Regions from separate parts of the Oryctolagus cuniculus genome. Here region 2 is linked to region 1. A link is a contact called in public Micro-C data. All regions are on one chromosome and are shown on one strand. The core of a region is the stretch at or near the end of the contact, and the rest is flanking DNA. Distances in the headings are between cores, read along the strand shown. Region 1 holds the start of SPTY2D1 (SPT2 chromatin protein domain containing 1). Region 2 holds the start of HPS5 (HPS5 biogenesis of lysosomal organelles complex 2 subunit 2).

What was found. A called contact is a pair of places that touch in the nucleus more often than the background predicts.
Region 2: a contact with region 1 is called in a Micro-C map of ear pinna, with 3 times the contacts expected there. The contact joins the promoter of HPS5 here to the promoter of SPTY2D1 in region 1. A contact is called at or near these places in 3 of 6 Hi-C or Micro-C datasets (ear pinna, psoas muscle and an unstated tissue).

Annotation. Positions count from the first base shown.
Region 1 is chr1:47,792,627-47,799,075 of mOryCun1.1, forward strand. SPTY2D1 (SPT2 chromatin protein domain containing 1) reads left to right here and starts at 3,274. Exons shown (of 6, transcript XM_002721371.5): 1 at 3,274-3,556. The coding sequence starts at 3,497.
Region 2 is chr1:48,075,655-48,082,103 of mOryCun1.1, forward strand. HPS5 (HPS5 biogenesis of lysosomal organelles complex 2 subunit 2) reads left to right here and starts at 3,811. Exons shown (of 23, transcript XM_070072629.1): 1 at 3,811-3,945. GTF2H1 (general transcription factor IIH subunit 1) reads right to left here and starts at 3,611. Exons shown (of 14, transcript XM_070072665.1): 1 at 3,401-3,611.

The DNA of each region.
Region 1 (6,449 bases), core at 2,024-4,523:
GTTGGCATCTGAAGATCCCTCTCCTTCACTCGTAAACAGCTGTGTCCTGTGTCCTCACATGGTGTATTAGGCAGGAAAACAAATACTCGAGAGGAGCTATTTATCAAGGAAGGCTTATTTATTTTGGCTCATGGTTCTGGAAGTTTGCGGTCCTGATGAGCCACGTCGGTCTAGTGTGTAATGAGGGTGGCGGGTGGCAGAGGGAGTGCAGAGGAAGGATCACATGATGAGCTTGCTCCAAAAGTCACCACGATTGGATTAAAGGGCCCCACCCTAGAGCCGGCGCCGTGGCTCAACAGGCTAATCCTCCACCTTGCGGCGCCGGCACACCGGGTTCTAGTCCCGGTTGGGGCGCCGGATTCTGTCCCGGTTGCCCCTCTTCCAGGCCAGCTCTCTGCTATGGCCAGGGAGTGCAGTGGAGGATGGCCCAGGTGCTTGGGCCCTGCACCCCATGGGAGACCAGGAAAAGCACCTGGATCCTGGCTCCTGCCATCGGATCAGCGCGGTGCGCCGGCTGCAGTGGCGGCCATTGGAGGGTGAACCAACGGCAAAGGAAGACCTTTCTCTCTCTGTCTCTCTCTCACTGTCCACTCTGCCTGTCAAAAATAAAAAAAAAATAAAAAAAAAAAGGGCCCCACCCTAGTCATCTAATGCAATCCAATCATTTCCCAAGATTCCATTTTCAGATCCCATAACTGGATTAAGTTCCACCTTTTTTTTTTCTTTTAAGACTTATTTGGGGAGGGTTGCAGGTGGGAGGGACGTTATGGGGGGGAAGCCATTGTAATCCATAAGCTGTACTTTGGAAATGTATATTCATTAAATAAAAGTTAAAAAAAATATAAAAAAAGAATTATTCCATTTTTTGTCTGCACAAATAAAAATTGTACTACCTGGAAAAAAAAAGACTTATTTATTTATTTGAAAGTCTGAGTTACACACAGAGAGGAGAAGCAGAGAGAGAGAGGTTTTCCATTCTCTGGTTCACTGCCCAATTGGCTGCAATGGCCCATCTGAAGCCAGAAGCCAGGAGCTTCTTCTGGGTCACTCACATGGGTGCAGGGGTCCAAGCACTTGGGCCATCTTCCACTGCATTCCCAGGTCATAGCAGAGAGCTGGATCAGAAGTGAAGCAGCCAGGACTCAAACTGGCACCCATATGGGATGCCGGCACTGCAGGGGGCAGCTTTACCCGGGACGCCACAGTGCCGGCCGAGTTCCATCTTTAATTCATTGATGTAAGATTGCGGGGATCAAGATTTTTTAACATGCCTTTGGGGGACACCCAAACTATTACCCAATCTTCCCTCTATGACATACATTATCTCTATATTCTCTTCTTACAAGAGCACCCAGGATACTGAATTAGGCCCACCCTAATGACTTCATTTAAACTTCATTATTTCTTTCAAGAACCTATCTTACACTCTGAGGTACTGGGGATTAGGACATCAGGCTATGAATTATGAACACAACTACGCCTATAACAGTAAGGTACTGATCTTCCTTGCACACATTATTTTACAGCAAGTCTATCGTTGCTAGTTTACATTCATAGGTGATAAGACAGGTACAGACATCAAGTGTTTGCTGAAGGTAATAGAATACCCAGCAGTCCATAGAGCTGGAGCTTGAACCCTGATAATCACCAACCCATCAAAGACTTACGGAGTACTGGAAAATGACCTGTAGCTGGCTCAGCGGATGGATTAGAGGGGTGCATACCAGGCAGAGGGGAATATATGGGAAGTTCCTGGACGGGAAGAGAGCTGGGTATACTCCAGGATACAAAGAGCTGAGCTGGCCAGCGCCGCAGCTCACTAGGTTAATCCTCTGCCTAGCGGCGCCGGCACACCGGGTTCCAGTCCTGGTCAGGGCGCCGGATTCTGTCCCGGTTGCCCCTCTTCCAGGCCAGCTCTCTGCTGTGGCCAGGGAGTGCAGTGGAGGATGGCCCAAGTCCTTGGGCCCTGCACCCCATGGGAGACTAGGATAAGCACCTGGCTCCTGCCTTCGGATCAGCGGCGGCCATTGGAGGGTGAACCAACAGCAAAGGAAGACCTTTCTCTCTGTCTCTCTCTCTCACTGTCCACTCTGCCTGTCAAAAAAAAAAAAAAAAAAAAAAAAAACAAAAAAAACAAAAAAAACAAAAAAAACGGTGGGAGTTAGGTTTTTGGTCTCTACCATAAGAACAATGGGAACTTGTTGAAGGGACATTCTGAAAGGAGCCAAAGCGGGAATGGTAAAAAGGTGTTGAGCACAAAGGGGCCCTTCTGGTAACGTGGAACACTTGCCTTAGCTAGCTGTGAAACTGGCCTGAGCTGGAAAGCAAACATTATAGTGAAAAAGACAAAGAAATTCATTGATTCACAGGGAGAAAAGCAGGCTGTGGCCCAAGCCAAGCAAAAGTCCACACGGCTGGAGTTGTCTGTGGCCAATGAAGCTCCCCCCGCCCCAGATCCTAAGATAAAACTTGTTCTCTGTCCTGTAAGTCACAGACAAATTGGAGGAATGGGAGAGAAGATGGCAGGATTAGCTCACCACACAAGGCATGTTGTTCTTAACAGATCTTGGACGGATTTTCCAAAGGGCATAAACCCCAGATCAACCCCAGGCCCGTTTCTAAGCTCAGCCCAGGTTTGTCTGATTCACTGAATCGAAACCTTACAGACCCAAGACAACTCTCAAATGAAAGCCAGAAGTAGGCTCGAAATGAATATGGGCCAGTATGTTCACCTATGTCGTCTGGGTCTCTACCTAAGCTGTTCCTTCCCTCTTCCCGGGCAAAAGTCATCTGCCCTACGTGGAGTCTGTCATCTAAATGGGCAAAAACAGTAAGGGCCAGTCTCTACATCCGGCATCGTGCATCTGTGGAGGAGGTGAGCGCACAGCAAGCGCCCGGACCAGCGTATCCCAGACGCCAGGTCTGTTGGTTCGTCTCTACGCAGCGTCCCGAGCGCCTAGAAACCGGTAACTGAAATCTCCGGCTCGAGACCCCTCCGTTCCGGATTTGAGCACCCACCTGCGACACCCACAGAACCTAGGTCTGGCAGGTGCCGCTCCGCACCCCACCCCGTTCCTCGCTTCCCCTACCCAGTGCTCACAAGGAGAACCCAGACCAACAGGCCGAGCGCCCAGGCAGCCGGAGAAACAGCTGTTCCCTTTAGCCACACCCCGCAGTTTGCTGGGCTGCGTCTCTTTGGTTGACGAAGGGCTTAGTCCCGCCCTTTGAGCTGACGCCAGCAGCCACGTATCACGTTTCTACGTGTCTTGGACCTAAAAGCGGAAGTTACGCAAGGACTCGCGAGCGCCGCGGCGGCCCAGAAAGAATATAGGCCGCTGCGGGGGTAGGGGGCGGGCAGACGGCATTGGAAGGCGCCGGAAGTGGCCGCCCTGAAGAGGGGTGGGAGAGGGGCTTCCGAGGCAGTTCACTTGGCTGTAGCCGGGCGACTCGGTAAGGTGCGTCTGACTCCTTCCCGAGTGCCTGGCTTCGGCCGAACATGGACTTCAGAGAAATTCTGCTGATAGCTTCCAAAGGACAAGGAGTCAACAATGTGCCGGTAAGTGGCAGCTGGGGCGCCGCTGGAGGAGACCCCCGTCCTCAAGTTGGGAGTGTGTGTGGCCCGGAACTTCCAGGCAGCTACCCCCTCTCCTTGTCTTGGGGTTACACTCGGGAATGTGGGGTGAAGCGGGACTGGGACGCGAGGCGGGAGCGTTCCTGTGAGTGGGTTTCGCCGGCTTAGTTTGTTTGCTCTGCAACCCGGGCTTTGCGGCTTGGGTGGAAGCCTGCGAGCGAGCCGTGCCTGGCACTTAGTGGAATGGGGAGCGCTCAGTAGTTTCTGGCTTCGGCGTCAACTTCAGCCCAAAGGTTGAGGACTCGGAAGCGTGGATGTAGTGGAGGTCTAGAGGTTGTAGGGGACTTTGCCTGATAGCCTTTTTGGCTGTTTTTTTTGTTGTTGTTGTTTGTTTTTTTCCCATCTTCGGATGAAGCGTTGATTTCTAGAACTACTTCTCGGATTCGTGGCCCCACCCACTCAGCCAGCGGGGTGCTCGAGTTGTCTTACGTTGCAAAGGGGGAGTTTCATCTTTGATGTTGATAAGAGAAGTTTAGCAGCAGCTTCCAGGAAATCCTTGGCCCAGCACTACACTGAGGTGGCTGTGGCTTCCGTTGACTTGTCCAGATTGCAGTCTTTGTTTGAAATTTGGGTTCCGTTTGCTCAGGAGCTGTTTGCCTCTTCGTTAATACGCGGAGATCGGAGGAAAGACAGAATATAAATGCCTAAGTGCGGGAGTGTGCCTGGTTTACGGGCTTGTAGTTGTTTTGCATAGAGTCATTTCTGGATCCTCAGATGGTCCCCACAGCACAGCTGTAAGCCGATAAATTGCGTTGTGATACCTGCGGTTTGAGCACTGAGGTGAAACTCAGCAGCTCTGTTAAAGTCAATTCAGCTGGAATTTATTGAGCTCTCAGTATGTGCTCTGAATTTCCTCGAGTTTTGTATATTCCAGTAGTAATATTTTTTTCCTCTTCTGCCATTTTCCATCTGGCTGGTCCATTTTTTTTTAATCCCTTTGAAAATACTGATGTGAATATAATTAAACAGCTAGTAAAATGTATGTGTATCTCAGTCATCTCCCAGCCCAGGGACTTAGAATAATCATGCCCTGAGCCATGAGCAATGAGCTTTCCCTGCTGAAGCTGTGGTCGCAAACCTTTGAAAACCTGAACAGTAGAATTGGTGTCTGCATCTGTAAATTTCTCAATAAGTCACCGTTGGCTCTGGTAATTACTCATCTTTACATAATTTGATCCATATGTCATTCTAGATCTTCCTGAGTTCCAGTAGAGACCAGAGATAATATTAGCTTTGATGCCCAACAAATGTTCTGTGGAAGGCTCAGAAACTAATCATTTCTCATTCTATAAAAAGCCCATAGTAACTGCCAGGAGGAAAGCACACATAGGATCCTATAAGCAGAAAATTTCAAAATGTATGTGTATTTCAGAATACAGACTTTACCTATTTGTAGATTCACACAGTAAAAAGAAAAATAGTAAATTGGTAAAGTCATTTACAATGGAATATATGAATAAAAGGTATATATTTTATGAATAATGCTTCCCACCCCTCCCCACAAAAACTAGTAAGCCTAGATGTTTGATTTAGTTAGCATTATAATCCTTATCTTTTTACATGGAATTAAAGTCACAAAATAAACTATTCAGGAACCGAACAAGATGATAAGATATGGTTAAATTTAATCCATGATCTTGCTGTAACTTGATTCATCTAAATATTCTATTTACTCTTTTAAGTTTTTTTTATTTGAAAGCAAGATAGACATAAAGAGAGCTTGCCTCGACCTGGTTCACTTCCCAAGTGCCCACCACTAGCTGCTGGAGCTGGAGCCCAAATCCAGGAGCTGGAAACTGAATCCAGGTCTTCTGTGTGGATGGCAGGAACCCAATCACTCCAGCCAGAACTGCTTCCTCCAGGGTTAGCAGGAAGCTGCAGTCAAGGGCGGAGCCTGGTGATAAGGGATGTCTGTGTCTTGAGGTGTCTTCATCACTAGGCCTAATCTACTCCTTTCATTTTTTTTTATCAGTTTAAAGTAATTTGGATGCTTGCAAACATACAGAATGTTAACATAGGCCCTTATATTTGCATCCCATATTTAACATATTAATATTTTGCCATCTTTCCTATATTTCTAAAAAAACCTATTTGATGTGATTGAAGTCTCCCAGCTACCTATTACAAAATGTAACAGACATGTTGTACAGTAAAACAGATTATTGGAAAGCAAGTAAAGATAAGTACCTTGGTAAACTACTGTCCAAGTCAAGAGATACTTTAAGTCACAAAGACAGTGTCCACAGACCTTTCCCTGCTGTATATACATCCTGCTCAATATGAACTTGATTGAGTGATGGTCTGGGGACCACGGAGGCTTTGCAGTAACCGACAGCTAGGCTAGATCCCTTCTCTAGTGCTTGTTCCTTTTCCCCTTTGAGCCATCTTCTCTCGGGCCTTCCATTTGGATCCTGTCAGAGCTGGCACTCAGAATTTAGTCTTTGGAGTTCTTAGGTCAGACCTTTGACACAGAAAGGAAATCCAGTGACTAGTGATGATTGAACTGAAACCCAGGGGAGGATGAACTCTAACATCTATGTAGCCACACAGAGCTTTATATTTAGGAGATGTCTGTTGTGTCTGGCTTGAGGTGGTGCAGGTGAATGTTCCTATGTCCCCTTTTTTTTTCTTTTTTAAGATTTATTTATTTATATGAAAGGTGGAGTTACAGAGAGTGAGAGACAGAAATCTTCCATCTGCTGGTTCACTCTCAAATGGCTGCAGTGGCCAGAGCTTGGCCAATCCAAAGCCAGGACCCAGGAGCTTTTTCTGGCTCTCCCATGTGGGTGCAGGGGCCCAAGCAGTTGAGCCGTCCTCT
Region 2 (6,449 bases), core at 2,561-5,060, 280 kb after region 1:
ACAGAGCAAGTCCCCCTTTAACTAGGCTTACAGGCACAGATGAAGAGTGTTAGCTTTGGAAAAGGACAGAAAAACTTTTCTGAGTTGGGAAGATAAGGAAGATGAGTCAGAGACACATCTAGTGGAGAATATATTCGATCAACTGAACTGATCTTGAGCAAGCCACTTTAAACCAATTAGGAAAAACCACCTCTTACACATAATATGAAAAATCATTCATATTACATTTCACTTGGGGGAACTTTAAAAAATAATTTAGAGATAAGTTATGGGACACTAGGCACAACTGGTCAATTGTCTCACAGCTAATTTGTTTGGCAAGTTTCCCTGGTCATCTGTAGCACCTCTTGTTAGTTGTACAAGGACCAATTTCAGGAGATGTAATAAAACCACGGGGGCTACCCTACAATGGTTTCTCTGATTTCCAAATTTTTCATGAAGTTAGGAGATTCTTTGGTGGCAAACAATTCTTCCCAATAGAACTCTGAAAAAGCCACAAAATAATTTATGAAAAATATTATTGGTGCAGGCTATATTTAAACAAATCAGGTGGCTAAAGATCTAGACTGACTTAAAAGATTATTCACTTTATGAAATAATCTGTCACAAGACTTCTTTAAATAGCAAAATCCTTCGGCAAAGGCATTAAGAAACTTAGTTACTATCTCACTCATTTGTGGAGTCCAAAAACACAGCCATCTTTCTGAAAAGTATAATGGTGGTTACCACAGGCAGGGGAGGGGGAGAGGAAGGAGGGCTGTGGAGAGGTTATTAATAGTGTTAAGTTACTGATAGATAGGAACAGGAAGTTTTGTAGTTCTTCTGCACAGTAGGATGACTACAGATAATGTTAATGTACTGTATTTCTCTTAAAAACTCTAGAAGACAGCACTTTGAATGTTTTCATCATAAATAAATGTTTGAGGAGATACATATTGAAACACCATACAGTGCCCATAAATATGTACAATTTGCATATGTCTTAAAAAATTTTCCTGAAGATAAGCATCTATGCCTTGTTCTTTGGCCTCCGTATATTCATTTGGCCCTCTTCCCACCAATTAGCTCATTTTTTCACTTTAAGCGTTAACGTTACTAGCTAAGATTTCCTAGCATCCTTGCCACACTTGCCACAATTCACTTTTGAAGTCATGATTTTGATGTACATCTCCCCTGACAGACTGCCAGCTTCCTAAAGGAAGGCAGAGGCCAGACGCACTATTTTGTGTTCACTGCAATACAACGCCCAGCAGCACAGTTAGGCCCACAGGAAGAACCCAATAAACCACTGAGACACTGAAGATCTTTGCTATTAAAAAGACAAAAGAAACATTTGCACATACATCTTGGGTTAAACTCCAGAAAGTGCTACAGCTCTCAACTCACAGATGGGACTACTACTTCTCACACATTCTAGTGACAGGAATAAGAAACAAGTGAGCAGAAACCTTTAAATTATTGCATCTGCATTTCCATTACCTATACCCCTAGATAAAGATAAATGGAGAAAAAAAAAAAAAACACAAGTGAAACATACACTCCTTGGCACTCTTTCTTAAGCTGCTGGAACTATCAGCACAAAAAAATGGAGATTGGGAATGCTGCTTGCCCTTAGGCAACAAAGTGTTTAGCAACTCAACATTACTGGGAATAACACCTTAAAAATATGTAAAGAGTGACCTAAACATACTGGTTTAAGGACACTTTCCCAGTCGTTTTTCATTTCACGGCAGTGCAGGGAGAGGCCGGCGGGAAATGCGGCACAGATGCATAACAGAGGGCAACCGGCTCACATTCACTAATAAATACTGCAGGCTGACACGAGTCCATGTCCAAAATCAAGAGAAGAGTCATCAGTCGGCAATCCAAGTGAGAGAAGGACTATAAAATCAATGCCTGACCCCCACACACTGACGGCAAGAGAGAGATAAAGTAAGGAGGACACAAAGACAGCTCTAACAGCAGGATCCCTGAGGTAGAAATGGTGGCCAAAATGCTAGGGAAGCTCACAGCACACCAGACAACACTCTGCTGATAGGTGGAAAAAAAAAAAAAAGAACACAGAGAAGCAGGCTATTAAGATGCACCGATATGTCAGCAGCGAGAAGCTCTGAGCCTGGAGGGCAGGACACATCAGAAGCATTCACAAACGCCTGGAGCTAATCATTTGCTTCACCTTTAACAAATCCTTCCTCTGGACAGCACCAATCCCCCTAGTATTTATAAAGAGCCCTTTCTCCATTGGCTTGGGTTACTTTTATACATTTGTACTGCAATGTGTATTTAGCTATCACCTATAAAGGTGAGCCCCACTAAAGCTCAGCTGAGTGAGGTTAGCTGATCGTTTCTTTCTTTCTGAATGTGGAATTCTGGTCTGCTAATAGTACAAAGTTCTTTCTAGAGTCCCAGGAAGCCTCAACTGCTCTATTTTAAGTAAAAATTGGAAGCTGGCAACATCAGCTTAATTACCAAAGTCCAGATCAGTGGCTTTCAAATTGTACTCCCAGAAGATGCTTCAGGGGCAGAGGCCAGGCTCAGGGCACGGGGTCTGGTCCTGCTAAACTCAGTTCCGCCACAGCATGCGGTTTCCTAGGCTGGGGTCCGGGGCTTCGTGGGAGGAAATGGTTCTCCTAAAAAAGGTCTGGAACTCACCTGCCTGGATAGTCAGAACATCGATCTCTATGGAGCCAGTACTTACTGCAAGGTATATTTCAAACTACTCAATTTTCCAGTTTTTAAAACTGGATCTTCCAGTGCGTAAAAATGTTATCTTTCCGCCACCTCCATTTTATAGATGTTAAAATGGTCGTTTAAGAGCCAATCAATACAGTATCTTACTCCACTCAGCCTCTGAGAACACTGGGAAATTTATAAAAATAATTATGTATTTCCACATACAGATGGTCTACTTTTTACCACAACTTGACAACCAAATTGTGCATAACCAAAACTGGGTGTGTGGGTTGGCACAAGTGTTAAGGCTTTTAACAGAGGAAGGACTGACAGGTTTAGAAGCGAGGAATGCGCAGACCCCAAGGTGAGAGCTGCTCTTAACAGACATCGGCTCTAAGCACGTTCCCTAACCCCTGCCCAGGAGAGGCCTCACTTCCTTATTTCTCACCAGGCAAGCCCGATCCTGGCTGTGGAGAAACCTCTGAGTCCCTGCTCTCAGTGGAACGGCAGGCTTGCCTTAGACAAGTAGCTTAGCGGTCGCCTCCTCCCCGCTCTGGGATAATAAAGGGCAAACGAGACCGTAGGCTTGGGCACCGTGGCTACCGCGACAGCAACGCTGGGGTAAGGGACAGGATCCACGCCGTCCGGCGGCCCCGGGGCCTGTCAGCTCCTCACCGCCCACCACCGCCTACCGCTTGCCCACCCCCATTCTTCGGTCTTAACTTACCAGGTGGAAGCCACAACCCTGAGCAGGGAGTAAGTAGCTGTGTTGGGTCAGGTCGAGTTCCGCTGCGCTTCTTAGAGCTGCTGCTGGGAAGAGGCGGAAACCCAGTGGCCGCAGCCGTCGCCACCGCCTCTGTTACTGGGGGGTCTCGCCTCCATCGCTGGCTGCGAGGGTTCTGAGGGCACGTGACCGGAAGTTCGAAGGCGGGCTTGCAGGACACGTGACCACAGAGCGCGGCCGCCATGACACCTTCCGCTAATTCCCTCCCTCCCCCACCGGTTCCCGACTGTTTTGTTTCCTCTCTCCGGTCTTGAGCACTTAAGGATACTGGCATCCTGGCGGGCCACCCATTTGGTCTAGAGCTCCTCCGGTGCGGTCCAGCGCCGTGTCTTCAACCCGCGGCGGCTCGCCGACTGCAGGCCGTAGGGAGCGTCATTGCGACGGCGGCTCGAGGGGGTGGGGCCACGCGCAAGGGGACGTAACCTGTCACGTGACAAGGAAGTGCCGTTAATGGCGTTGTCCCCGCGTCCCCGGCGCTCTTGGATGACGTAAGCAAGGGAAGGGCCGGGTAGGAGGGAATTGAAGTTCAGGTTTCGCTCTTAACTCCGAGTGGCCCGGTGCTGACCGAGAGAGAGTGCCTGACCTGAGAATTGGGAACTGCAGACCTGGATGTGGTGGAGCTGGGCTGAGACTTCTGGGCTGCTGATCTGTGAGCCTGGTTTGAAAACTTGGTTGCTGGGGCTCCTCTCTTCAAGAAATCTGAGTGCAGTATTTAAAGTTACTGCTGTTTAAAAGGTAGTAGTTCCCCCTAGGCGAAGAGCTGCTTGTGGTCAATGACTGTTTTGTTCATCCTGTGTCTCCAGCGATGCATGCAGGGCCTGGAACATAGTAGACATTCAGAATGGTGTGTGAATGAATGCATTATTGATTAAGTCGCTTTTTCTCTGTTGAGTCCCACAGTTCTCTGATCCTTACTTGTTGGATAGAAAGATCCCAATATAGAAATGGAAAAGACTGTTACTTTCCTATTGCAACATTTCTTTAATTTTTTTCTTTTTTTTTTTTTTTTTTTTTTTTTGCTTCTCCTTCCTTCTACAAACGCTTTTGTGGGAGCAGCAAACACTGTTTACTACTCTTAGGTTATAATCAAGTGAATCGGGGAATGGAAAGATCTTGATTCAGGAGCCATGGGTTCTAGTCTCAGCTCCTTCTCTTGAGAGCGCTGTGACCCTTGGGCGGGCCAACCTCTCCGAGAAGTTTCACTGACTTTGGTAATACGCATTTGTTGCTTCCTTCTGTGTACTTAGCATTTTGCTGAGCTGGAGCTGTGACAGACTTTGTAGAGGTAACATCGAAAGTCAGCTTTGCAGAAATAGGGTTTTTGTTAGGTGGAGAAAGGCTCAAAAGGAAGCAAATACTAAATCACAGTCACAATCAGCTTACATTATGAAAGAGAAAGAAAAGTTTGTACAGGGGCTGCTGTGACACAGCGGGTTAAGCCATGGCATGGAGCCCTGGCATCCCATCTGAGTCCCTGCTGCTCTGATGCTAATGCACCTGGGGAGGCTGCTGATGATTTCCAGAGTACTTGGGCTCTTGCCACACATGTGGGAGACCCAGACGGAGTTCCTGGCTCCTGGCTCTTGAGGCCATTTGGGGAGTAAACCAGATGATGGAAGATTTCTCTTTCTTCTCCCTCTGATGCTCTGCCTTACAAATAGATAATTTTTTTTGGAAAAAAGAGAAATAGTACAATATAGTTGGATAATGGGAGAATAAGATGCTCTATGAGGCTGGAAAAAAAGTAGGGATCAGATTATGTGTAAGAAGGGGAGCTATTGGATGTTTGTACAGAGCTTGTTTTTTAAAGTACATTTAAAACTTTATTGTGGAAAATTTCAAACTCTGAGTTAGACATAATAATATAATGAACTATCCCATATACCAGTTAAAACAATGTATTGTTTGTTCTGAGGTTTTAATTTCTAGGTATTTTTTATATCCCATTCTATTGTTTGTACCGAGCACTTAAATTTCTAGCTACTGTTGCATTTGGTTAATAGCAACTTTCAGTTTGTGTTCAATGTTACTATATCTAGGTGCTGAACTAGCAAACTTTTATTTATCTTTAAAAAAAAATTTTCTTTGGGTTTTAGCTGACTGCTTCCTTGTTGTTCAGCCAACAGCCTGACATGGCCATTTTGAAAACACAGCTAATGCTATGTTTATAATATGGAAACTTAGTGTCCAGATCTAGGGAGCTATTGTTGTCTACTCTATTTTGTGCTCACTCAGCTACTTAAGGGTATCATGTTGAGTTCTAAGCACTGCATTCTCAGGCAAGCTAAAGTGACTGCGGGTTGGCCAGAACACAGAAGAATTTGGAAAAGAAGACCTGACAATGCTTTTCAAATACTGAGAGGCTGTTCTGGAAGGAGCAAAATTATTTCCTTCAACTGTAGAAGCCACAGTTAGGCATAATGGTAAGAGTTGTAAGTGATCAGATTTCAGACCTGTATTAAAAAAGACCTTGTAATGATGAACACTGCAGGATGGAATAGGCAGCTTCAGGAGTGCTTGCTTTCAGTCGCTGAAAATACTCAGGGATCTAGAGCAAAACTAATTTCTGAGTTAGGTGGATGTGTACTGAATTACCTATGAGTCCTCCACCTTAAGAATTCTGGGAAGGCAGTTAAGTGGAGTCCTGGAGGCTGGGTAAACCTGAATAAGTAGATCCAGAAGAGAGTGAGCCTAAAGTTAGCATAGAGGTGGTTTGGGGAACGCTACCACCCAGCAACTTCTTTTGCTAATACTGTTTTCTTTTGCATTCCCATCTTGGTTAAATCTTTTTTTTTTTTTTAAATAAAGTAAGATCCTAAGATTTTCCTCTATTGTAAGATGTTCTGCCTTCATTGAGAACAAGGCGAAATGGCCTGTCCATCTTGGGCTTTTATTTCAGGAGTACAAGTAGAAGAGATGTGGTTGTCTTGATACCATTCCTTTCTGTCTCTTAAGTCCTCTGTATTCAGAAAGTCAGAAGTTTTCTCCTTTC